Linked DNA regions of Mus musculus: region 1 is linked to region 2. Evidence: chromatin contacts called from public Hi-C data. All regions are on one chromosome and are shown on one strand. The core of a region is the stretch at or near the end of the contact, and the rest is flanking DNA. Distances in the headings are between cores, read along the strand shown.

Region 1 (3,082 bases), core at 237-2,736, 410 kb before region 2:
GCAGCCATTTTTCTTGATGGTTCAGATGTGGTCTCCTCCCTGGACTCCAGAAACCTTAAGTGTCCCCAGCTCTGGACCCTGTAGCACAGCGTCTCCAGCATCTGGTTCCTGCTCCGTGTCGTCTCTTGAACGGCTTCCTGCTACAGTGAATGTCTGTGGTGCCCACAGCTAGCCTTTTTGTTTGTTCGATGGTTTGGTAACTATCAGAGTCTGTGTGTTAAAGACTTGGTCCCCAGGGGATGGATGTTCCTGAGAGGCAACTGAACTTTAAAGAGGTGCAGTGCAATGGGAGATTCCTCGGTTAGCTGGAGCATGCCCCCAGCAGACCACGGAGCCCCCAGCAGACCACGGCGTCTCTGATTCTTCCTTTTCTCTTTGCTTCCTGGCTCAGGGGATGAGTGGTTTGACCTGCCACAATTTTCCATTTTTAAAAATGTATTATATATATATATATACATACATACATATATATATATACATACACACACATTTATATATATATATATATATATATATATATATATATATATATATATATGTATATATATATATATATATAATTGCTGTCTTCAGACACACCAGACGAGGGCATCAGATCCCATTATAGATGGTTTTAAGCCACCATTTGGTTGCCGGGAATTGAACTCAGGACCTCTGGAAGAGCAGTCAGTGCTCTTAACCACTGAGCCATTTCTCCAGCCCCCAATTTTCTATTTTTTAAAATGATGTGTTCCTGTTGCCAGAAGACAAGTTTAATGGGGCCACTTGATCTCAGAACCACCAAAATAAGCATTTTCTCTCTATAATGTAAGTACCTCAGGCACTTTGGTATAGTGGTGGAAACCTAACACACCTGGCACCTTCTTGGGAAACACTGGAGCTGCTACAGAGTCACCTCCTAGTAAGTAGACTTTCTGGTACTCTGAAGAGTCAGTTCTGCCTAGGTGGCATCTCTGCCCTCTAGTTAACTGTGGCCACAACCCTGTACAACAAGTTCTGGGGTCATTCTTTTCCTGGAGTGGTCCAGCTTAAGGCTTCTCTTTGTATTTGTGATCCCTTCGTACTTCATTTTTCTTAAAGAAAAGTTTCATGTTGAACCTTCTTTGTTAAAATTACGTGTACTGTTTCTGTTCATTGGACACTGAAACACACTGGCCAATAGCTTCAGGAGTGAACTAAAGAGAGCGGAGTGCAAAGGAGCAGAGTGGGGCTTCAGGCAGGAAGCCTGCAGAGGAGAGCCTGGCAGTTTCTTGGGCACAACTTGAGAGATTCATGTCTCAAGAAAGTAGGGAGGGACTGGGAAACAGATATTTAGGAAAGTGGATATACAGACATTGGTAGGAGGTAGGGGAAGACAGTGAGGGGAGTCAGGAGTGACGCAGTTTTCAAAGCCTGGAAGTCTAAGTGGGTAGCAGCTTTACCTTTGCAGAAATGTCCAACACAGGAGGAGAAGGTCAGGCCAGATTCCCCTCCACTTACTTACTGTCTCTTACTCACTCGAAGGAGTTCCATATACTCTTGGATCACAAAGCTTTGGAATCTTAGATTCTTTGGCTCAACTTCTCAGCCTTTGAGTGGTGTGACCTCATCATCTACTTACATTAGTTTTTTAAAGTAGGGAAGACCATCCACTCCTTCGGACTGTTGTACTATCCCAACATCCTGTAAAGTGCTTTTCCATTCTTCAAGTTCTTGGTTTGGACAGGCTCTCTTCCATTATACATTCCAGGGCCCATCCCTCCAGTCCTTACAATCCAATAAATGCCTAAGTGAAACCTTCAGACCTTCCAGTGGAGAACAGCCAGCCAACCCATACTCGCTAAGTGCTAAAGAATATAGGCTTATGAAGTATCTCCCATGGGCTCATTTCTGGAATTTCATTTGGTTTTATTGGTGTGGTCTAAGGGTTCAGTCATGGAAATGAAAGGCTCCACACACCAGCATCTCAGAGTTGTTTCTATGAACAGCTCTCGGGACTCAGGACCAAGCCCCTGCACATCTTTGCTCTGATTTGAAGTAGAACATGGTAGGGCTTGGGACCTGCAGTTATGCTGGCTTGGGAGATGTCCTTCCTACTTTACAGTCTGATTTTTTTTTCCTCTGAGCTCACCTTATCTCTCCCCTGACCTCCAAGCCACATCCACCACGCCCTTTCAGCGACACTTAGTTCAAAGTTGACATTATTTCGATTCTTTTGACTAAATGTATTTCTTCTCTACCCACTCTAAACCCCAGGTGAGGCTTGGTCAGTATTTTGCTCATGATAGAATTCCAGTGCTAGCCTAAAGCCTGGAACTCAGAGTTTAGTAGACACTGGTAAAAATGAACAAGCAGTCCAGTTTATAATGTGTCAGTCATACCTCTTAGTACCCACAATGGTCCTTCCAAATGTGCTCTTACGCCCATTTTACAAATGGAAAAACAGAGGGGGCTCACCAGAGCCCATTGCTTCCAAGCTACAGTGCACAGTATTAAAAGACAATAAAATAGTAGTTCTGGGAAAAACACACACACACACAACTTGGCCAGAAAGCAATACTCCCCCATTTAAAGATCTCTGCAGGCTCTTCCCAGGTTCTGTGGGCAAGGGATGGTTGGGAATCTAAGTGAGTTCCGCGAAGCCATGGCATGGCCAGGGCTGTTCACCACCCCCTTCCACTTCCCCTCCGGGGTACCTCAGTTTGCCCTCCAAAGGGGCTGTCTGGCTTCAGGCGACTCCACGTGCCTGGTATCAGGCGGGAGATGAGGGAGGAGCTCCAACGCCTGGACCCTTGGTGGGGGGAGAGCTGTGGACCTGTTAGGGCGGGACCCAAACCGCAGCAAGCACCACCTGGGGCTTTGTTAGCTAGGTGCCTTGCCGGGGCAACTCCACTGCCTGCCCACCAGGGAGCAAGGACACTATGTGATGTCACAGACTCCCCAGCACCCAGAGTTGGAGGGAGGGAGGAAGCTAAAGGCCTGGGGATGGGTGGTGGTGGATGGGAGCCCATCAAGCTTGCATGGGCATTGGGGCCCTGGGCAGATGTGAAGCCCTAGGTTTAGAAGGACCAAGGAGCAGAAATAGCAGGTGAGGGGAAGCCCT
Region 2 (2,982 bases), core at 339-2,838:
GCTTCTAGAAGGCAGGCCCGGAGATCTCCATACTGCCTGCCTCAGTGGGTCACTGTGAGGGTCTCGATGAGATGAACAATGCCAAAACTTTATAAATTTTATTATCTCAGTGTACAAATGTTTGCTGTTGCTATGGACATTGAACTTGCTATTAAAAAAAAAAAAAAAAACCAAAAACAGTTTGTATGTGGTTATAGTTTAAGGGTGGAAGAGGGCAGCAAGGGGTGGGTTAGTTGATAAGATTTCAGCCAGGAGCTGTAATCTAGCATCGTCCTGTGCACCCAGCAAGTCCCGGCTGACAGTGGTGCTTCTCACAGGTCACTGCAGAGCTGGATGCCTGGAACGAGGACTTGCTCCGGCAGATGAATGATTTCAACACAGAGGATCTGACCCTGGCTGAGCAGCGGCTACAGCGCCACACAGAACGGAAGCTTGCCATGAACAACATGACGTTCGAGGTCATCCAGCAGGGCCAGGACCTGCACCAGTACATCATGGAAGTGCAAGCGTCAGGTGAGCGGTTTCTCACTCTCCCGGCAGGAGAGATGATGGAAGCCAAAGGCCCGGTGTGCCCCAGCTTCCACACCATTCAACTCATCCCTGCAGATACAAAGAGTGGGGAGGTCCACCTTTGTTTTGAAGGGGAAGCAACATTGTAAGAACTGAAATAACTTGTTGTGGTTGTCCAGTTTGGGCTGTGGGAAAGATGAGACTGGAGCCAGAGTCTATGGGTCCTGAGGTGTGAGAACCAGTGATGGAAGCTAGTGCAGGCTTGCAAAAGTGAAAGTTTGGAAGAAGACTGAGCAGCCGTGCTGCTGTGGGCAGGGAGCTCCCGTGCCGCTCTCCTACCCGTGTCATGGTCCTTGCTCCTTCTGCTCCTCACAGGCGGTTTCCTGGTCTCTAGCTTATGCTTCCCAGAATCTTCGAGTTTTGTTCTTGCTTTTAATCACTGGTCTGTATATGAGTTTAAGCAGTGCTGGTAAGGGTTTATGGGAGATTGTATGACTTTATAACGTCCTAGGAAAACATACATGTTATTACGTTTTCCTGTTCAAGATTTATTAGCTATATTTTCAATAAATATGTGGATTCTTCACTGCCACTCTCTAAGGCAGTAACTAGGGAGAGACAAAGCTGCCCAGGGCAAGTGCTGGTCCAGAGGAAAAGGAAGCATACATCCTTTCTTAGCCCTGTGCAATGCAAGAACCTATTCTTCTCTCACCTAGCCACCCCTACCCATGGCCTCTTGGCAAGGTCTTGCTCTCCAGGTTGAAGTAGCCGGGCTGAGGCTCTCTCCTCTTTAAGGCAGGGTTGGGCCAAGCACCTGTTGATGGTGAGCATTAAAACAGGATTGGTGAGGGCGTGGGGGTGCTGAAAGTCCTACTGAGTTTTACAATATTGTGTTTATTCTGGAGGTCTGAAAAATAAGTATTGTGTGCCGTTCAAATGAACATCACTTCAGACCAAAGAGGGGAGAAGCCAATGTGTTCTGTTCACTTTTGTCAGCAAAGTTGTTCCGTGATCCATCTACGTCACAAAGAGGATGCAGTTGTCTGTAAGACACTGGTCATTCCAAGTGTGCAGCCCACATGCTAAGCAGCCTAAGAAGGCCTACTCGATTACTGGGAACTCCTCAGAAAGGCAATGCTCAGGCTTGTGTCTGGGTGTTCGTGAATGTGAATCTGAGTCTACGTGCTAAGAGAGTCTCCGGGTAGACTGTGTTCCCTGCGATTCGAGAGGCAGTCTTCTGACAACACCAGCTGTATCTTTTCAGGCCCTCCTCAGGAAAGGAAGAGTAGGGAACACAGGAACCAGATTCCCTTTCCTTGGTTGAGCATTTCATCTGCGCTCAGGGGTTAGTTTAGCCCAGCAGCTGCCTTGATGGTGCTCTCTCGTCCAGCTGGCCATCCAGCTATGATGGGAGCCTTGAGATAGAGAGTAACTAGAAGAGAGGCTGGGCAGAGCAACTCAGATGGTTACCCTTCATCCTTCTGGACATGTCTCCAAATGGATATGTGTGCTGGCATGACCTTTGGCGAGCCGACTTCTATCCCAGGATCCAAATACCCGTGGTGGCAGGAAGACGGCTGCTCGTGACTGGAAGTTGGCTGCGCTTGGCATCCATCTCAACCAGGAGGGCTGAGTGGGTGAAAATACCCCCAAGCAGATGGGCTGCCCACCCCCACAACATCCTGCTCTAGATAGGAGCTTTGTTGAAAGAGGTTTGGTTGGCCTCCTCAGCCCTCTCTACTAAGACTGGCTGTTCCCCTCCGCCTACCACGGCTAGCTGTTCAGTCTGGCACAGCCTATGAGACTGAAGGAGAGATGATTCCATGGGCTTTAGGGAGGCTATAACCTCGCTATCTGTCTCTGCCCTGCTCTGTAGAGCAGCATCTGTGTATTCAAAACCTGAGCATACAACGAGCGATCAGGGTTGGCTAGATCATACTTGACCTAGGAGAAGGGTGGGGACTGGAGCCAGAGCAGGCCACGGCTGAGGAACGTTCAAGTCATATAATATTTGTTTAATGAACTATATTTTGAGTCAAGGTGAAGTAAACAGTTGTACTGGAAAATAAGGACTATTATCAAAATTAAGACTTTTCTCCCTCTCTGCTAAATCAATTAAGGCCTATGCCTGATTGTTTTTAGTAGTTCGTGGAACTAGGGAATTTGCATATGCTTATTTTGCCAGGTTTTTCTGAAGCCTCCAGTGCATCTGAAGCAAAAGCCTTGGTGTGAATCAGCGTCCACCTTAGGAAACAGGGAAACAGAAACAATGCCCCACCCACTTCCCATCCTTTCCTTGCCACAGCTTGTCTGCTTGAGCCTCAGGGATGGCTGTGGTAGACTTTGCTGTTAGGAAACACACTCTCTGGCTTTCACATCCAGTTCTGCTGCCCATGAGCAGCCTGGCTTGGATGTTCTGATTTCCTCTTCATTAGGTCTTAGTCTTTTCTGTCTAGTCCACCATAGAGACTT

The links. A called contact is a pair of places that touch in the nucleus more often than the background predicts.
Region 1: a contact with region 2 is called in a Hi-C map of cerebral cortex, with 1.6 times the contacts expected there. The contact joins the promoter of Ropn1 here to the enhancer-like site in region 2. A contact is called at or near these places in 5 of 39 promoter capture datasets (the 3T3-L1 cell line, cranial neural crest, embryonic stem cells and 1 more), 1 of 484 Hi-C or Micro-C datasets (cerebral cortex), 1 of 115 datasets of contacts at active chromatin or transcription factors (the NIH/3T3 cell line) and 2 of 9 other capture datasets (embryonic stem cells and pancreatic islet).

The regions. Positions count from the first base shown.
Region 1 is chr16:34,649,615-34,652,696 of GRCm38.p6, reverse strand. Ropn1 (ropporin, rhophilin associated protein 1) reads right to left here and starts at 1,486. Exons shown (of 6, transcript NM_030744.2): 1 at 1,422-1,486.
Region 2 is chr16:34,241,302-34,244,283 of GRCm38.p6, reverse strand. Kalrn (kalirin, RhoGEF kinase) reads left to right here. Exons shown (of 60, transcript NM_177357.3): 14 at 318-513. Among named protein-coding and RNA genes, the nearest start is that of Gm41448, 120 kb to the right of the region's middle. Within about 2 kb of position 1,588, at least 12 of the 459 cell types and tissues checked have an H3K27ac peak or open chromatin away from gene starts, as enhancers often do. A contact at or near this core is called in cerebral cortex, where this site is marked.